Regions from separate parts of the Mus musculus genome. Here region 1 is linked to region 2. A link is a contact called in public HiChIP or PLAC-seq data. All regions are on one chromosome and are shown on one strand. Each heading gives the region's core, a stretch centred on a gene start, on an enhancer-like site or on the middle of the called end of the contact. The rest is flanking DNA. Distances are from core to core; before and after follow the strand shown. Region 1 has its middle 120 kb from the start of Mylk4. Region 2 overlaps Gm40876 (a long non-coding RNA gene).

Region 1 (4,307 bases), core at 1,743-4,242, 190 kb before region 2:
TGTGGCCTTAAAATGGATACCGATACTTCTGTTCTCTTCCCTCTCTCTTTTCTACCCAGATGCGGAGAGGGAAGCAGGGTGCTTTGCTGCATTCTCTCACCATGGTATTTTGCTCTGCCATGGACCCCAAAGTTACAGAAAAATAAAACTCTAAGCAACCCCCCAAAAAGAACTTTTTTTCTCAAATTAATTAGTACAATAATGCAAAGCCAACTAACATAAGTGTCAGGTATTGGTACATCATTGTTAACTGAGCTCTGGAATTTACACCTTGGTTCCATTCTCCATGATGTAACACCATAGACTTTGATAAATGTGTATTGTCTTGTACTCATAAATTACCTAAAAGCATAGGTTTACTGGAAATCTGCTGTGTTCATAGCCTCATCCCTCCCTCCTCCCAACCCTTGGCATCCCTGACTTTTTTTTTTCTGCTTTTATACTTGTGTGTTTCCCAGAGGGTTTCACATTGGGGTCATACCATGTGGAGCATTTTTGGATTCGCACCTTTCACCTAGTACATGCTTTTGAGGTCTGGGGGGAGGGGTAGTATTTATACAGCAAATGCTGGGTATAATAAGAAAATTATTGTCTGTCACTTAGGTAACTGTATTATTTTCCTTTCTGCTGATGAGATAAAATACCCTGACCAAAGCAACTTAAGGAAGAAAGGATTTATTGTGGCTCACAGTTCCCCTGGGGGCACAGTCCATCATGATGGCAAAGATACAGCAGCAGAAATGTTAGGCAGGGAGGGTAGTCAGGAAGCTGGCTGATCAAGTTTCATCTGTACTCAGGAAGCAGAGAGGAGAGAGAGAGAGAGAGAGAGAGAGAGAGAGAGAGAGAGAGAGAGAGAGAGAGAGAACAGGAAGTGGGGACAGGCTATCTAACCTCAAAACCTGCCTCCAGTGATACGTTCTCTACCAGTTAGGAACCAAGTGTTCAAACATAGGAGCCTCTAGGGAGTGTTTTATATTCCAATAACAACAGTGACCAAATGGATCCCACACATGTACTTTCATTATTCAAGACAAACATCTCCATTTGTAACAAATGGCTAATTTTCTTCGTATTTCAGTAATCTTGGTTTTATGTGTGCCATGCACATGCTACATTTGTCTATAAGTGGTCAAGCCAGGAACTTTCCTAGAAATAGGAAACTTTAGTTTCATGAGTATTACCAGAGCACCCTCATAAGCTTTCAGCATTTGGTTATTTCTGCAACAGGTGGAGCACTTAACATCCGTTTCCTCCTCTTTGTGGCAGAAGAGAAGGAAGTTTGTAAGGGGGAAGAAATGGAAGTTTACAGTGTCACCTATCAGCAGGTGGCAGTATTGGGCTTGGGACCCAAGTTAGTCTTTGATCAGAGTCTATGGACTTAACAACCACTTAGCCTCTTACTGATGGTGTCTAAGAAATATTACTTTGCATGCCTTCAAATGGAGCCAAGGAATTCCCTAAGCATGGGTCAGTCTTCAGTTCACTGTGGGAGTCTAGCAAACTCCACCATACGACAGGCGTAGTCCCCCTACACCTTGATAGACCATTTTGCTCCCAGGTTCTGTTACTGGCACTTTTTTTTTTTTTTTTTTTTTTTTGCTGCATGAGATACACAGTGATATGAACAATCTGGAAAGAACAAAGCATGAGATGTCCTCAGACTCACCTTAGGATTTCAGTTGCAGTTTAAAATGCCTGAGGTGGCAGTGTCCTTGGTTACCTTTAAACTCCTCGACTGCTCACATGCTCCAGGATTGAACAGAGTACAATACTTTTTAAATGTCAAGGGTCCTCAAATTGAACCTTGTCCTTTGCAAGGGCTGCTTGTTTAACAGGTATTTCTGTGTACAACCGTTCTGCCCCAAGCTAAAGCCAGAGACCTTTACGCATTTGTTTTTTTTTTTGTTTTGTTTTGTTTTGTTTTATTTTGTTTTGTTTTGTTTGTTTTGTTTTAATCAGACATGCGTTGATCCCATCCTTGTATCAAATAAGGAAAGATGAACATTGGTAATCAAATAACAGTAATCAAAGGCTCCAAATGCTATAGTGGAAGTCACCATGGGTGCAACAAAGCAACACAGCAGGGATTTATAAATTCTGCCTCTAGGTCATGGAAGGATGTGCCCAGGAGATAATGCTTGGACTGATATTCAACAGGTATAGTAGGATGGATCAACGAAGAATGGTGGAGAATAGCCGGTCCTTCACATCTCTAGGTCTGCACCAATGTGAATGGAAAATATTCCCCAGCCAGACACTGCATCCATGTTGAACATGTACAGACCTTTCCTTACACAATGAGGTAGAAGTACTCACACAGTACTCGCAATGTGTTAGTTATTACAAGTCATCCAGAGATGATTGAAAAGATATAGGAATATACAGAGGATTATATGCAGACACTGTTGCAGTTTTTGTTTGGGATGAGCACATCTGGATATTTTGAATGCTGAAGCAATTCCCTGATTCCTTAAAAACACAAAGCGACAGCTGTACGTGTAATGTGTGTTGGGGGAGGGGACTGAAATCGTGGCACATTTTTGTGAGTATGATACTTTTGGCATGCTTGTGCCTATGATCTGACAGGAAAATGGGGATGCGGGCTTGGAGAGCAGTGGTTAGGGAGTGGGACAAGGATGGAGAGGGCCTAGCCATTAGATATGAACTTGAGAAAGCCCAGTACTGTATATGCAAACATTAACTTTCATTTGGAATGTTCTCTACATTTAAAAAAATACTCCTTCTCAATTCCCATTACTGTCCTGACACCATTGACAGTTCTTCAGTGATGTGGTGTTTACATCACCACATTTTATTGTTGTTGTTTTGACCATGTTCTCTAAAAAGTGTTATTTTTTCCCTTTTAGATGCAGGAAGTGAAGTTTAGAAGGAAAGGAACTTAGCTTTGAAAACAAAGCATTTCCTCTGCTGAATTCAGAGCCCAGGAAACTCTGACATGAGTCACTGGTCCCAGGCACATCCTGGCTCTGCCACTAACTACAGTGTGGCTCCAGTCAGTCACCTGAGCCTTCTGGGCCCCAGCCACTCTAGGCAGAAAATAGCAAGTCGGGGCAGATTACCACTTGTCTTCCTTCCAGATCTTTCACGGAAGGGCGGCTTTACCACACTTACTGACCTATACCCTAACTACTCTTGAGGACAGACTGCCGTTTTGTCTCTGGATAGGGTTTTGTTGTGGAACAGCCTTCCACCTAACTCAGCTGGAGTCTATTAGTGTAAAACCAACTCCCCAGTCCCAGGCATCTTAGCTACCGAAGGGAAACCACACTGGTGTGGTTAAATCCCAGTGGCTCCCAATGGCAAGTCTGCTTCATGAAAGTTAAGGGCATGCAGCACAAAGCTGATGTGTTCCAATTTTTCTTAAGTAAAAATGCTCTTTTTTTCTGTGTGTGTGCAGGTCAAAATAGCATCTCACTCAATACACACAGAGTTATAGAAGGGTATGCAATAATACTGTTATATCATTACAGGAAGTGTGTACAAGCAGCACAAATAACTCTAGATCTGCCCAGAGGGTTTTAAAGAGCAGCAGAGTGGTTGTCAGAGTTTATGAACTGGTGAGTTCTCTCTGTCTTTGTCTCTCTTTCTCTCTCATACATACACACCCCTCATACACACACACACACACACACACACACACACACACACACCCCTACCACACAGCATACACACATTTCTTTTTCCCAGAACCTTTAGTTTCTAAGCATCAGTAAGAAGCATCCTATGAAATCATTTCTTACAGATACCCTAAAACATCAAGAGTCTGATGTCCAAGTTTATTTGCTGCACAGTCTGAAGGGAGACAAGCTTCAGCCACAACGAAGAGCTTTCTGTAGTTCTCTGAAACACAATGCTCAGTGAACGCAGGGTGGGAATGAGGAGACTTTAGACATTTAAAAACTTTTTAACATGTGTGTGTGTGTGTGTGTGTGTGTGTGTGTGTGCGCGTGTGTATGTGTGTGTGCACACATGCAAACACTTTTAGGAGTCAGAGAACAACTTGGAATCAGTTCTCTCCTTCCACTGGGTGGACAGCAGGGATTGAAATCGGGTCATCAGGTTTGGCAGAAAATGCTGTCAATCTGCCAAGCCATCATATGCCTACTGCCTCTTATACAGAGGCAAAAACCAAGGAATTGACAGAGACTTTGCCCATTCTCAAGTATTTTCTTGTAAGAAAAAGACTTGATCGTAATTTTGTGATAGTTGAGCGATAATGATCCCCATGACCTCATATATTTCAATACTTGGTTTCCAGTTGGTGGATTAGTTAGGACAGATTAGGA
Region 2 (4,926 bases), core at 1,509-4,008:
ACTGCTTTCTGGCTAAAGATATCCTCAACCTTGCATAGGCGATCCCTACTTAGAGGTGAAAACACAATAGCAGCCTCCAGTGTGTTCCTGATTTCAGAAGAACATGAACTGTGCTGTGGCAACACACATGTAGAATATGGCAGAAGGTCAGAGAAAGGCTACTTAACTGAACCCAAAAGAAAAGTCCCAGAGACCAATTACTAGTTAAAAAGAAGAAATAGAAAGACTTGGGAGAGGGGGACAAGAGGGCTCAGGGTGGAAAATGTTAGATTTGAGCCATGTGATGATCATCTGAATGGTAGTGTCTAGATGGCATGCACATACTCTGCTCTAAGAGCAAGGCTAAAAACATAAGTTGGGAATGTCAAACTTGGAATGAATGCTATTTGGGCAACAGGTAGTTAAGACCACTCCCAGATGCAGGTGATGTTAGCCAGAGGAAAGAATTGGAGAGAAAGACTACAGCACATATCCTTGCAGGGCAGGCACATTTAGAGATCAAGAATGGCTCCAGGAAAGGAAAGGAAAGGAAAGGAAAGGAAAGGAAAGGAAAGGAAAGGAAAGAAGAGAAGAGAAAAGAAAAGAAGAGAAGAGAAAAAAAGAAGGGGAGGGGAGGGGAGGCGAGGCGAGGCGAGGCGAGGCGAGGCAAGAATAAAGAAACAAACAGAGGGAGAGGGAGATATGGAAGCAGAGGGAGAGGTGGCAGGAGAAAGAAAGCCAGTAGGAACTGTCACTGAAGACAGGAAAATATAGAACTTCCAAAAATGAAATTCATTGGCAAAATCAAGAACCACAGAAAGGTCATAGAGTAGGAACAGTGAGTGTTAGTGTCCAGTGTTAGAGATTTTCCTTCCTCAGCATGACAATGCCACAGCCTACACTGAATATAGGGAACAGTGACCCTCCAGAAATTCCCTACCTCTCCCAAGAACACAGTCTCTTTTCCTCTCCCTCTCTTCTTCTCTCTTCCCTCTCATCCTTCTCTCTCTCCTCTTCTGTCTTCTCCATGCCTCATGGATATCTGTTTGAACCCCGCGTGGTATAGTTTATCTTTAAGGGAGCATCTACCACACTGAAGGAAATATTTTCTTCGAACAGTTTCCTTTCTTACTGGATATGAGCTCCTCTAGGTCACAATTCTGTATTGTTCTTCTTTTTCCTTTAAGCTACTGGGAAAGGAAAGTAGCAAAATGCACCATGCAAATCTAGTTTTTCATATTTGTTCATTTTCAGAGGTTCACCCAGGTCTGGACAAATACATTTCTAGGACCCCACATGCCTGCCCTGATCCTTCTTACCCAATATGACTAGAGATATTACATTTTTGAGCCATCTGAAAGACATCCAGATGGTGATGTACAGCTAGCATGGCTGTATGCAGTACTCCAAGTGAGAATGGAAATTAGTGGGAGAGATGAATTTGAGCTCAATGCTACTGAGCCAGGGGAGGGCAGAACTAGGCAATCATGGTAGATTGGGTTTTTCTGGTTTTAAATTTACGTACATGGAATCATAGAATCTATAGCCTTTTTAGATATTAACTTTCACTCAACATTTATCATACCACATCCTTCACATTGCTGTGTACTGAGTGTCACTGTTTGTACCCTGTCTTTTGTAGATAGAGTGTGGCTATGAAGAACAATGTTGCTATTACCACTCTGTTCCTTTTGGTTTTTTGTTTTTTGTTGTTTTTTGGGTTTTGTTGTTTTTTGTTTTTTTAGCAGAGATAGAACTCATTGTGGAAATGCAAGATCAGAAAGGGAAGTCCTAATTCTATCTTGGATCTTTTAGTCTCAACAAACCCTGGCCAGTTGACTACATATCTAATAGGTATAATTGCCCTTAATATTGTAAACAACTTTCCAACATTACTCTTGGAGAAAGATATGGTGATGTCCAGTTGTGTCTTGTAGTATCACCTTCAAATGTTTTTTAGATTGCTTCTTGAATATAGTATCAAAATTTCAAAATAAATAGGTCCAATTTTAAATAAATCAAAATACAATGGCGTGGAATATAGGTTAGTAGAGGAACACAGACCTAGCATCTACTATACCCTGAGTTTGACCACCAAAACTATCAAATGGGGTAAAATAGTCAACACACACACACACATGCACACACACAAATGCACGCACACACACTCAACAAATACCCTACCCAGCCCCTGTAATGAAAAGCACAAATACGAAGAATTCCTTTTCAAAGTCTCAGGATGACCAGCAGGAAGATGGAGCAGACCAGGGAAGGGAAGGGATTCATATTCTCGCCCTAGAAGGACATCTGGGTTAATACCACGACTTTCACACACACAAAAACACATCCAAGCCAGGCCGTTAGCAAATGCCCCCAGGAGGAACATGACAATCAAGACATCAGGTTCTGTTTTGCTTGTGATAGCTGCTCCAGTTTTCACTGGCTGGAAGTAAATGCTGGTGGAATATGAGGAAAGGCTGAGGTGCCCGTCTCCTCCTCTGGGCACAGACACCATGGATTGACATTAGCTGATGCTTGCCTGACTCCATCCTTTCTCTTTCAGGAACAGACTCTGACCACAAGTTTGGCCTGGGTTTGTGAGAAAAGATGTGAAATGTACCTGAAAGAAAGAATAAAAGGAACTACATACAATGTGACTTCTGGTTTGGATCCAAGCCTTTTCCTTCATCCCATCTTGCTGTTCTCACACCTGCCCAGCCCAGCACCCTGGGGCACGGCACTGATCCAGAGGGATTTATAGGTGTTTTTCTAAGTCTGTTCGGCCTCCTTGGAAACCTTCCCAAGGGGGGAAGTAAGCCCCTGAATATTTAGCTTAAAATGTTGATACAAAGTAATTAGAGAAAATAATTTACCCAATGGGGTACTGATGAATTCAGGGTCATTCATCCTTGGTGGCTTGGCAGATGTGGGTAAGAAATAGAGGACACGTTGAAAGAAAACAAGAGAGCACAGAGAGAGGTTAGGCCATGTGGGCTGGGGTCTGTCCCTGGAGAGAACAGATGCAGGTGTCTCTCAACACCCAACTCTTCTCATTCATTGCTAGCTAAACACAACAGCACATTCATTTACCCCGCAGTCACACATTGATAACATATCAGGACTTCAGAAGAAAATGGCCTGAAAAATGCATTCTGGGAAACAAAAACACTGCCCCTGTAGCAGAAGACTCTGAGTAGTAACACTAGAGCAGACAGAGTAGACGGGTGGCTTGCTGGTGTTAGGGGCCAGCTTTCTGAAGCTCTCCTCTCTCACAGTCCAGAAATTACATGAGGGCTCAAAGACACTGCTCCCAGCTCCAGGGACACCATTCCTGCTGGGTTCTCCTGGGAACCATAATGGGATTAAATGTTAATCAGTGTGGTTGTATTTTCTTACTGAACACTGCTGAATTTTAAGGTGCTCATTTCTTTGCCTTGGTAAATCTATTCGAATGTGTCAGGGTCACAATGACTCGGAGCTTTGCATAAACCTGTACAATTAAGCTTGCAAAGAAGGGTTACAGAAGTCTATGGAGTGTTTACCCACCAAATAAAACTCCACACACGTCTCCACTGCCAGCCCCATCCTCCTTCTCTGTGCACCTGGAATTTCAGACAGTCCATAGACCACTCACTGTTCACTGCTTGGCTACAAATAGAAGGTGTAGGTCCAAACACATCAACATTCCGCCAAAGGCAAGCACACCGTCTGCTAAAGAGTAGACGATGAGTAAATAATTTTGTATGTGAAGCTATTATGGCTCTCAGTCACACGTCCGAGGTCTAGTTTCTGAAGAATTAACCTTATTCTTGAACACTTGCTTCTGACTTCCACTTTCCCTTTATTGATCTGGCCCAACCCTGGTTCTCTTTGTCCTCTGCCACCCTGCCAGAACTGCTCTACTCAATGTTGCCCTGCAGATGGCTAAATTCAATGGGCGATTTTCGGTCTTCTGATTATAAGCAGCTCCATCCATCACCCACTGCTCTTTTCTCCTTGCTTTATTTTCTTCCCTTGCATTTCCCTTGCATCCCCTTCCCCTCCACCTTCTCTGTCCTGCTTCCCCTCCCTCCCATTCCTGTCTCTACTCTCTGACCTCATATGGAGTTCCCCAAGGTCACAGCTCTGTCCTTTCACATGCTTTCCCTCAGATCTGTATTTGTACCCTGGATCTCCAACCTGCCCCTCAGCAACTAATCCCACAGACCCCATAGATGTCTAATGAGCATCTCAACTCCCGTTTCTAAAACCAGAGGCCTAAGCTTTCCTCTCCCAATATCAGCTTGCTGCCTCCATTGATAGTGTCCGTCTTTAGCATTGTTTGCATCTTTCTTTCATCCTCCACTAGGGAGTCTGTTGGCTCTGCTTCCAAAACTCACCACTTGGCTCTAAGCACCAAAGCATATGCTGGCCTCTCACTTTTATAGTGCAGCCCGTGTGGGCCATGAGCCTACCACTCATGCCTTGGTCTATTTCTCCTTCCTCACAACCCTCCCCACCATCTAACAGACCATAAGCGATTCCTTTCTTTGTTAATTACCTGTCTTCTTTCTCTGGAAGATGGGTTGGAAAGGCAGGGGGTCTTTGTCTCTTTTGGCTTGGAACTGCTCTCCAAATACTACTTTTCTGTGTGTGTTTGTCAAAATGCAGACTCTGGGATGTCACAGTTAGGGAAGTGGACTCTGGCCCTCTGGCCAGAAGGCTAGATAGATAGTAAGCTGCTCTGTGAAGAAGCCCTGCAGCTAATCCATCCCCCGGAGCACAGCAGACAGGCAGACTTCAGGGCCGTAGTTCCCAAATTTGTTTTTTGCTTCAGAACTCTGTCTTCAATTCCTAACAGCTAAACATAAACAAACTGATTTTAAAGGAGGGAGGAGGAGAACCAGAATAATGAGTTTTTTAAACCCAGACTCAACATGTGGCCTCTAGAGGGACAGTGTTAGCCTC

The links. HiChIP or PLAC-seq counts read pairs in DNA pulled down with a chosen protein or histone mark.
Region 1: a contact with region 2 is called in an SMC1A HiChIP or PLAC-seq map of large pre-B cells, with 2.6 times the contacts expected there. The contact joins two enhancer-like sites. A contact is called at or near these places in 1 of 15 datasets of contacts at CTCF or cohesin (large pre-B cells), 4 of 484 Hi-C or Micro-C datasets (the AML12 cell line, bone marrow-derived macrophages, brown adipocytes and 1 more), 1 of 115 datasets of contacts at active chromatin or transcription factors (embryonic stem cells) and 1 of 9 other capture datasets (embryonic stem cells).

What each region holds. Positions count from the first base shown.
Region 1 is chr13:32,659,261-32,663,567 of GRCm38.p6, reverse strand. No RefSeq gene overlaps it. Among named protein-coding and RNA genes, the nearest start is that of Mylk4, 120 kb to the left of the region's middle. Within about 2 kb of position 2,992, at least 89 of the 459 cell types and tissues checked have an H3K27ac peak or open chromatin away from gene starts, as enhancers often do.
Region 2 is chr13:32,472,608-32,477,533 of GRCm38.p6, reverse strand. The region is part of intron 1 of Gm40876 (a long non-coding RNA gene); the gene reads right to left. Among named protein-coding and RNA genes, the nearest start is that of Gm40876, 9.6 kb to the right of the region's middle. Within about 2 kb of position 2,758, at least 3 of the 459 cell types and tissues checked have an H3K27ac peak or open chromatin away from gene starts, as enhancers often do.